Linked DNA regions of Mus musculus: region 1 is linked to region 2. Evidence: chromatin contacts called from public HiChIP or PLAC-seq data. All regions are on one chromosome and are shown on one strand. Each heading gives the region's core, a stretch centred on a gene start, on an enhancer-like site or on the middle of the called end of the contact. The rest is flanking DNA. Distances are from core to core; before and after follow the strand shown. Region 1 has its middle 25 kb from the start of Gm34402. Region 2 has its middle 2.4 kb from the start of Blcap.

What was found. HiChIP or PLAC-seq counts read pairs in DNA pulled down with a chosen protein or histone mark.
Region 1: an H3K27ac HiChIP or PLAC-seq map of embryonic stem cells shows a contact between it and region 2, with 3 times the contacts expected there. The contact joins two enhancer-like sites. A contact is called at or near these places in 2 of 115 datasets of contacts at active chromatin or transcription factors (acute myeloid leukemia and embryonic stem cells).

The regions. Positions count from the first base shown.
Region 1 is chr2:157,965,495-157,969,872 of GRCm38.p6, reverse strand. No RefSeq gene overlaps it. Among named protein-coding and RNA genes, the nearest start is that of Gm34402, 25 kb to the left of the region's middle. Within about 2 kb of position 1,857, at least 4 of the 459 cell types and tissues checked have an H3K27ac peak or open chromatin away from gene starts, as enhancers often do. A contact at or near this core is called in embryonic stem cells, where this site is marked.
Region 2 is chr2:157,566,535-157,571,004 of GRCm38.p6, reverse strand. No RefSeq gene overlaps it. Among named protein-coding and RNA genes, the nearest start is that of Blcap, 2.4 kb to the right of the region's middle. Within about 2 kb of position 1,329, at least 5 of the 459 cell types and tissues checked have an H3K27ac peak or open chromatin away from gene starts, as enhancers often do. A contact at or near this core is called in embryonic stem cells, where this site is marked.

The DNA.
Region 1 (4,378 bases), core at 608-3,107, 400 kb before region 2:
TTTCCACCTCTGTGTGTGCTGTATGTGCATTTGACCATGCATGGATATGTGTGTGCACGCAAGTGTGTGTGAGGGTGTAAGCATGCCTACAAGCGCCGGGCATGGTGGCACACGCCTTTAATCCCAGCACTCGGGAGGCAGAGGCAGGCGGATTTCTGAGTTTGAGGCCAGCCTGGTCTACAGAGTGAGTTTCAGGACAGCCAGGGCTACACAGAGAAACCCTGTCTCAAACAAACAAACAAACAAACAAACAAACAAAAAACAAAGCATGCATACAAGTATGTGTATGTGTGTGAGGTCATGTGTCCACACGTGTATGCATACATGTGTATATGCTGTGTGTGAGGGGGTGCCTGTGTGCATTCAATTGTGTGTATGTGTGTGTGAGAGCATGCATATGTACATGTGATAACATGCCTGCTTGCATGCATGCAGTACAGATGCCCCATTTAAGGCTGAGCTTTCGACTGTGGCTTATTGTTTGCACTCTGGTTAGTTATAAGTCTCCAGCATTGCAACCTTGACAAATCAGCTTTCTCTTCAGTAGAATGATCAGTGGCTTTTCCCAGCAGAACTCAATAACTTGATTTTTTTTTCCTATATAGCCTGGACCTCACTATGTAGACCAGACTAGACTCCGACTCAGAGATCGGCCTGCCTTTGCCTCCCAAGGGTTGGAATTAAAGGTGTACAGCACCCCACACAGCCTCAAGGGCTTGATATAATGCATGCAAAGTCTGAGGCCAGTGGCATTCGGGGACAGCTTAAGGTCCGTGGGAGCTGGAGGGTACATGAGACCCAGGAAGGGAGCCCTCACCTGATGGTGCTCAGCTTTCAGGAGGCAGCTTCCTGGACAAGGCTCAGCATGCAGAGGCAGCATAAAACAGTTGGGAAATGGGGCAGGCAAGATGACTCTGTGGACAAAGGCACTTGCACCAAGCCTGACAACCCGAGTTCAATCGCTAGGACCCATATGGTGGAAGGAGAGAACCAACTCCCTCAAAGTGCCATCTAACCTCACCATGTGTGCCCTGGCATGCAAATGAGAAAGGGGGGATATAAATAGATTAATGTAATAACTTCTTTTCAAAAAATGGACAATTAGCCAGCTGGTGGTGGGGCACACCTTTAATCCCAGCACTAGGGAGGCAGAGGCAGGTGGATCTCTATGAGTTCAAGGCTAGCCTGGTCTACAAAGAGAGTTCTAGAACAGCCAGGGATATTCAGAGAAACCCTGTCTTGAAACTAACAAACAAACAAGACAACAAGGGAAGATTGCCCCTTGAAGTCCCTCGCCAGTTATGAGATAGGATCACAGCACAATTCGTTTTTGCTGTGGAGTCTGCCTATATGAAGACAGTATTCTTTTGATATAAAGACAAATGTTAAGATAGCAATGAACCTCAGGCTTGCCCATCAGGCAGAAGAACGCTATGACTGTGAAGCCAGCCTGGTTTACATAGTAAGTCCCAGGACAGTCAGGACTAAAAAAAAAAAAAAAAAAAAAAAGGCTTAAGCATATACTACCAAGCATGGCCTCTCTTCTTTCAGGCAGTCCTGGCCTCACGGTGTCCTCTGATGAGCTAAGATTCTGTACGTCTTCACATCCCTCTGAGGCAGAAGGCTGGGGAAAGTGGAGATCAGCCTAGGTGTTTTCCACCTGTAGCACCTGCTTTGCTGAATCCTGAAAAGTCTCAGCAAGAGGGGCTTGAGCTTTGAGATTGCACTGCAGTGTGGGAGGCCAGACTTCCCGAGAAACGTTTTCACTTACTAATGGGTTTAATGAGTACAGAACTTCCTGTTTTAAACAAACAAGTCATTAGCATTGACTATAGACTTGGAAATGGATCCTAATGAATTGCTAATTAGCCTCCTCCTCTTCCCTGGCTCCTGAGCTAGTAGAGTCTGTCTCTGGCCACTAGAGCCTATATTCAGCTAGACCTGGGTCTGTTTACACACATATTCTTTCATTCACCCGGTCAATATACATTTGTTGAACACCTACTATGTGTTACTGAACGTGACAACCAAGATCCCTTCCTCACAGCACTATGGGAAAAGACTAATCCACTAGCCACAGAGAGATGGCACACTGTAGGACAGAGATGGAGCAATATGCATTGGGAAGACTTGGTCTTGTCCTGGGGTCTTGATGGCTGGGGGCATCCCTCAGGAGCCTAACAAGGAATAATCAAGCCAATAGCTAAAGATTGTGTAGATGACTCGATGCAGTGGGGGAGGGGAATGTCCCAGTGGGGGAGGCTACAAATAGTCTGTGTAAAGTCCTTGCAGTAAGAAGGGACAGGGTGACCCCTGCCCGACACCACAGGGAAGACGCCCAGAGACCCCAGGAGCCACTAAGATGAACAAGTCACCAGTGAAGAGATGGAAGAGAAAGAGAAGCAGACTGATGTGTGCAGGAGGAGGGGTGGAGGCGGAGCCTCAAGGGCGGTGAGGAGCAGCCTGATGTGAGAAGTCAGTAGAACCTCCTGAGGCCATGGTGAGGTCCTGGCCCATGCCACAGCCCAGGGCCATTTCTGCGTCTGTGACTCTGCAGCAGTGTGCATCTGTGTTGATGACTGTGGCCCATGCAGATGTCCCTGGTCTGGGCTGCTGACTGGGGCCATGTTGATGTCTGTAGTCTGTGTAGAGCCTGCCCCATCCCTTGCCTGGACAATGTGAGAAAGCTGTCCCTGGTGGTGTGGGGGCTGGAGAGCTGGCCCTGGTGGTGTGAGCCTGGGAGAGCTGTCAGGCTGACCAACTCAGCTACCACCCAGGCCCAGATCCAAGGCTTTGAGTTGGCCCAGCCCAGCACCGACCCCATCTGTGAACTGCTAAAGCATGAGAAGGAGCTGTTACTCCAAAACCAAAGCTGAAGGATCTCCATGACACCAGCAACAACAGGGTATCCTAGAGTGGTCCCCGGGAGGATGCAGTGCTGATAGCGCAGCAGAAGCCAGAGGCCTCACACCAGACCAATGACTCACTGCCATGAACATTTATTTGCAAGAAAGACTGGGCAAAAGGGTATAATGTGAGACACATCGTGACACACCACAGTTTCCATGGCGAGATCTTTGGTTTAGTTTGGATTTTTGTTTGCTTTGGGTGGGAGGTTGCAAGGGTAGATAGGGAGAAACGGGGAGATGATGACGTGAAATTCACATAGAATCAATTAAAAAAAAAAAGGAGGGAACAGGTTGAGTCTGAAAATGTACATGAGTGTGTGTGTGTGTATAAAAACTGTGTAGCTGTGTCAAGGATATTGATCTTCACCCTTTGAGACACACACCACAAGGTGCCTACTCACAGCCCTCAGGCCTTATTCCTTCAGGTAAGTGTACCAGCCACTTTCCAATGCCTCCTGTTTAGTTTCTTTGCCTGAGGACATCCTGCAGTGGGGGAGGCCTTCCATCTGCAGCATCAACAGGCCAGAATGCTTAATGAATTAAGCAAGAATTGAGAACAGATCAACAAAGTACACTCATATCTCTAAGCTCTATCCCCCACCTCCTTGTGCAAAAATAGCTTTAGGTTTCAACTTCTGAACAGCTCCCCAGGGTTCCTGGAAGGACTGAACCCCGTTTGTGCACTGTGGTTAAATGATTTGCCTACTGCCTATTTTCTGGGTTACTCCCTGCTAAGGAAGCTGCTTGCTCCCTGCCTGGGACACTCCTCCAATCTCTTGTCCCCATTCTGCTTCAGGAGGAACCCACACTGAGACGCCCCTGATATAAGACACACACATGCCTCTGACCTCCCGCTCTCATCAGCCTTGCCTGATGAGATGAGACACTGCCATCTCCTTTTGCTCTCTCATGTAGGGTGGGGACTGAGTATTTTATCTTATTGATTTGAACTTAAATTGATTTTCATGGGATATAGCAACATTTTGGACACATAGCTTTGAGATACTCGCTACCCCTTGAGGCTGCAAAGTTCCACAGAGCTCAAGCTTGATGAACTCTGGGAAAGGTGGTGGACCCAGGTCTCTGTGCTCCACCCTACCCCACCTAGCAAGGATCAGTCACCAATCCCCTTCTTTGACTACAGGGCCCAGATGGTTAGGGCAGGAGATGCTGGCAGATCTCTCCATCAGCCTGGCTTTCTCAGTATGCGCAGAAGTGTTCACATCAGAATCAGGCATGAGGTAAACTATCAGGAATCTATCCCTAACCTTCATCTAACTAAAAGAGTCCTGGTATCCATCCCTATAGTCAACTGGGCCAAATGAAGGCCTCACCTCTCAGCTTCCCTTGCAGCTAGGTGTGGCAATGGGAGTAAGCACAAATGACCTGTAGCTTCAAGAAGGTATGCTTTGGTTTGGGTTTTTGGTTTTATTTTTTTGTTGTTGTTGTTAGTGGTGGTTTTTTGTTTG
Region 2 (4,470 bases), core at 80-2,579:
TGGCTGCAGTATGAAGGACACCTGTGATCTCTGTTGCTGTGATTAAAAAAAAAAAAAAAACAAACAAACAAACAGTAACAAAAACCTGACAGAGAGCAGCTTAGAGAGAGCCAGGTTACAGAGTGTCATAACTGGGGATGGGGTGGGAGAGAAGGTCAAGGTGCCAGGAGCTGGAAGCAGCTGGCCACACCAAGTCCACAGTCATAGGCAGGGAGAAATGAATGCATACAGGCTTGGGTGCTCACTGACCTTTCTCTGCCTATACAGTCCAGGTTCCAAAGCCAGGGAATGGTGCCACCAACTTCCAGACCAGGTCTTCCCATATTAATTAAAGCAATCAAGAGCATCTTCCACAGACATGCCTATGGGCCAACCTGCTTTAAGTAAGTCCCTCACTGAGACTTTTTCCAGGTGATTCTTGGCTACGTTGGCAAAACTAGCCATCACAAGGACTGTTTGGGGTTTCACAGGAGTCAAAACAGAGAGGCCAGTACAGGCCTGAGGGAGGGAGGGAGGGAGGGAGGGAGGGAGGGAGGGAGGGAGGGAGGGAGGGTGGGTGGTGATCAGGACCAAACTTTGGCAGTGAAGACAAAAAGGTCTAAAGGAGACAGGGATCCCCAAGGAAAAGACTAGTTTCAGAGGGGGTGCCGAGTTGAGGAAAGCAGGTGTCCTGGTTGGCTGCCAGGTGGACGGGGAGAATTTCGGAGGCCTTGGCAGGAAGTCAAGGTTGGCTTAGCCCAATTTTAGGGCAGAAAGGGTTTCTGGGTCATTCCAAATCCCAGGATCCAAATGGAGCAAGCCTGAGGGTGGAAGCAACCAGAGAAACCAAGCGGAGGTGAGAAGCCATGCCTGCCTCCAGCTCTGCAGTTCCCATAAGAAAGTTGGCCACTGGGGCTTTGGCAATGCCCACACCGCCACAGAAGTACTAGGAACACTTTCTGACCCTTGTTTTGGGATCTGTATAAGTACAGAGCTTTTCTATACCCACCCTTGTTTTGAATACTGACATGTATACCTTATATTTACTAATAAGCTTCAGACACTATAGCCGGGCAGGTTCTGAGCTATTCCAACCCGACAAAGCTGGCCTTAGACTACTTCTCAGACTGCTTTCCAGCCACATGGCCTGATACCTGCCCTTGCCTTGACAACACCTCCTTCTTCTTCGGCTTCCCAGTGACGGCCACTCCCTGGTTCCCCACCTGAGACTGGCTCCCTCTCTCTGAGCACAGAGGTACCACCTTTTCCTTTCCTGCCCAGCTGTAAGCTGCTCAGCCCTTTATTTTAAACAATCAGAAGATTCTGGGATACAATGTTTTACAACATACTGAGTCTCAATTCCTATTTCATAATAATGACAACACCAAAGTCCAGATTGCAACCAGATCTCTGGATTCAGAAATCAGTGTCTGAATACACAATGACCGAAAACATTCCCCAGCAGGGTCTTTTAAAATATGCTTTTCCTTTTTTTTTTTTTTTTTTTTTAATTTTTTATAGGACCATCGAATGTTTCCCTTGAGACCTGAGCCAAGTCTTTGCTTGGTCCCTTCCCCTCCAGACCCCCTGAACCCACTAATTTGATTGCTATCACCTCTGTTCAGTATCATCAACTCTTGAGCTAGACAATGGGATCCTGCTTTTTGCACTGGTGTGGGTCCAGCTCTTTCTAACCCGCATCCTGTATATGTCAGATTAATCTGTAGTGCTTTAGTGGTTTGTTACATTTATGCATAAAATATGTGTGTCAGAGGGGATTGGTTCTAAGGCCCAAATATGAGGATGCTGCTCAAGTCCCTCATACTATGGTGCAGCATCCACAGGCTCCCCACACACCTCCTCTACACTCCAGCTCTAGAAAACTGAGCTAAAACTGGTTTGGGACCACCCCAGGACCAGGGTACATAATTTACATATCAAAACAGACCTGGCCTCCAGGTTCTCCCAGCATCCCTCAGTCCCCTCCTGGCCCCCAACCCTGAACTTTCCAGCCCAGGGGCTGGGCTGCTCTTCCCTCAGTGGCTCCTCCCTATAGAAATCCAGACATTTTGCTCCCTCGAGCTCTCTCTTTCCCTCCGTCCCTTTCTCCTTCCCTTCTGTCTCCCACTCCCCATGGGGACTTTTCCGGCCTCGTTCCTTAGGGCCAGTGAATTCACCAGAGAGCAGCTTCCCAATAAACCTGCCTTCAAAATATTCTAATCTGGCTTGAATTGGCTCATTTCACTGGCGGCAGAGAAATAACCTATCAAAATCCTGTAAGTGCGATAACAGCTCTTCTGTTTTCAGGCAGTAATTTGAGTTGCCCCCATTCAGTGCTCAGACCGCTATTCATTTAACAAGAGCTCCCTGGCCCTCTGTTTTCTTCTGTTGTTAGATGACAGAAAACCAGGTACAGGTAAAGGACTCATAAGCAATTAAACATGAGGGTCACAGCCCAACCCGCTGTGGTCTCAACCCATCCCCGCTCAGGTGTGACACCTGGAACTGGGATCATCTTGTGCCCATGAACTGAAGGATAACAGAGTGTTGGAAGAAACCCAGGTCCTCTGAGACACCAAGCCATTCCATGTATCCGCCACTCATTTCCTTTTTTTTTTTTTTTTTGTTTTTGTTTTTTGTTGTTGTTTGTTGTTGTTTTTTGAGACAGGGTTTCTCTGTGTAGCTCTGGCTGTTCTGGAACACACTTTGTAGACTAGGCTGGCCTCAAACTCAGAAATCTGCCTGCCTCTGCCTCCTGAGTGCTGAGATTAAAGGTGTGCACCACCACGCCCGGCCACTCATTTCCTTTTTTTTTTTTTTTTTAAGATTTATTTTTTATTATTATATCTAAGTACACTGTAGCTGTCTTCAGATGCACCAGAAGAGGGCATCAGATCTCATTACAGATGGTTGTGAGCCACCATGTGGTTGCTGGGATTTGAACTCAGAACCTTCGGAAGAGCAGTCGGTGCTTTTAACCACTGAGCCATCTCGCCAGCCCCTCCTTTTTAAGGCAGTAATTTACTGTTAAGAAAGAAAGAAAGAAAGAAAGAAAGAAAGAAAGAAAGAAAGAAAGAAAGAAAGAGAGAGAGAGGCAACATGAAGAACAGGCTACAGAGCCATCTCATTCCCGAATCCAAGGTGTCCAAAGTCTCCCACGTGAGTCAGCACCAGCCAGCTCCACTCCACGGAACCCCTGCTTCATGGACCAGCCTGTGGCAGTAGGGACAAGAGAGTCTGCTGCACCCCGCTTCTGCAGTTCCTTTCCCAGCTCCTCCCTAGATCACCATTGGCCTCCTTCCTTCCTGCCTTGGATCCCCTTGGCTTCTAGACACTACCAAGACCCGTGTGCTGAGGGAGGCCCACCAGCCCTTATACAGGTCCACTCTCTCCATCCACGGTGTGCCCAGGCATTTCCGCTACTGAGTTCTCTGTCCCACTTCTGATTGTCCCCTAGCAGCCTGTCTTCGGGCCTTTCCACCCTGGCCAAGGGCTCTTCACCTCTTCTTCATCCCTACAGCCACAGCTTAGGAGTCAATGCCTGTGCCTCAGTATGTGCTTCCCGCACCCAGTTTGATATGATCTCTTCTAGCTCCCTTAGTCACTACCTGTCTGAGTCACCATGACTTTGTGTCTGGAAAGATGTTCTGGTTGCTTAACTGGCTTCCTGTCCCAAACCTCACTTTCATGTTTTCTAACCCTGAAAGTCAATGGCCTCGGAGAGACCCAGATTTCTTTTCATTGCCTCGAAGAACATAGCTTCCCATGTCTCTCAAGACAAAAATTCAAATTCATGACCAAGGTACCTGTCATATTCCTTGTTCACCTTCCACCCTTAGGGTTGTCACCTCCATGTCTGGAACAAGACCCCTCACTCACACAATGCACAAACTCAATATGCCTAAGACGGCCCCAACCCTCGCCCACTCCAGACACCAGGATTCCACTCATTTCTCCTCTCTTTACTTTGCCTCCTAGTGCCTTCCACGATGCCTAATTACAAATCATGTACTGGTGCGACTACAAGTGGTTACTGGGTGGTAGTCTCTCCACTATCCCCCGACACTCACTCTCACCCTGGTGACTGAGAAAATTGGGGTCAGGAGTAGAATTGTACCTCCTTAGCCTCTAGCACTGCGCTTGCGCACAGTATGAGGTCAGGAACGTGGCTAATAAGCTAGTAAGTGACCACACTGACTCATCTAGACATTAACAAGCCTGGGGCAAGCCATTTCCTCACCAAGGAGGAAGCACGTCCTCAGCCCGTGGTTGAAGGGCCAGATCTGAGCCACGAGAAGTTTTCCCAAAGTACACAAATCACAAGGTGCTAAGGATTCTGCGGAGTTACGCTCATCAGCGTAACTACACCTCGCTCGCCCGCGGAGCTCTCAAAGAGTAAGAATCACAATCTGCTGCATATGCATGAAGGGGACCATGGGCCGGAGGTTCGGGGCTGCCTAAGATACGCCTGACCAAATATTCCACGGGTTT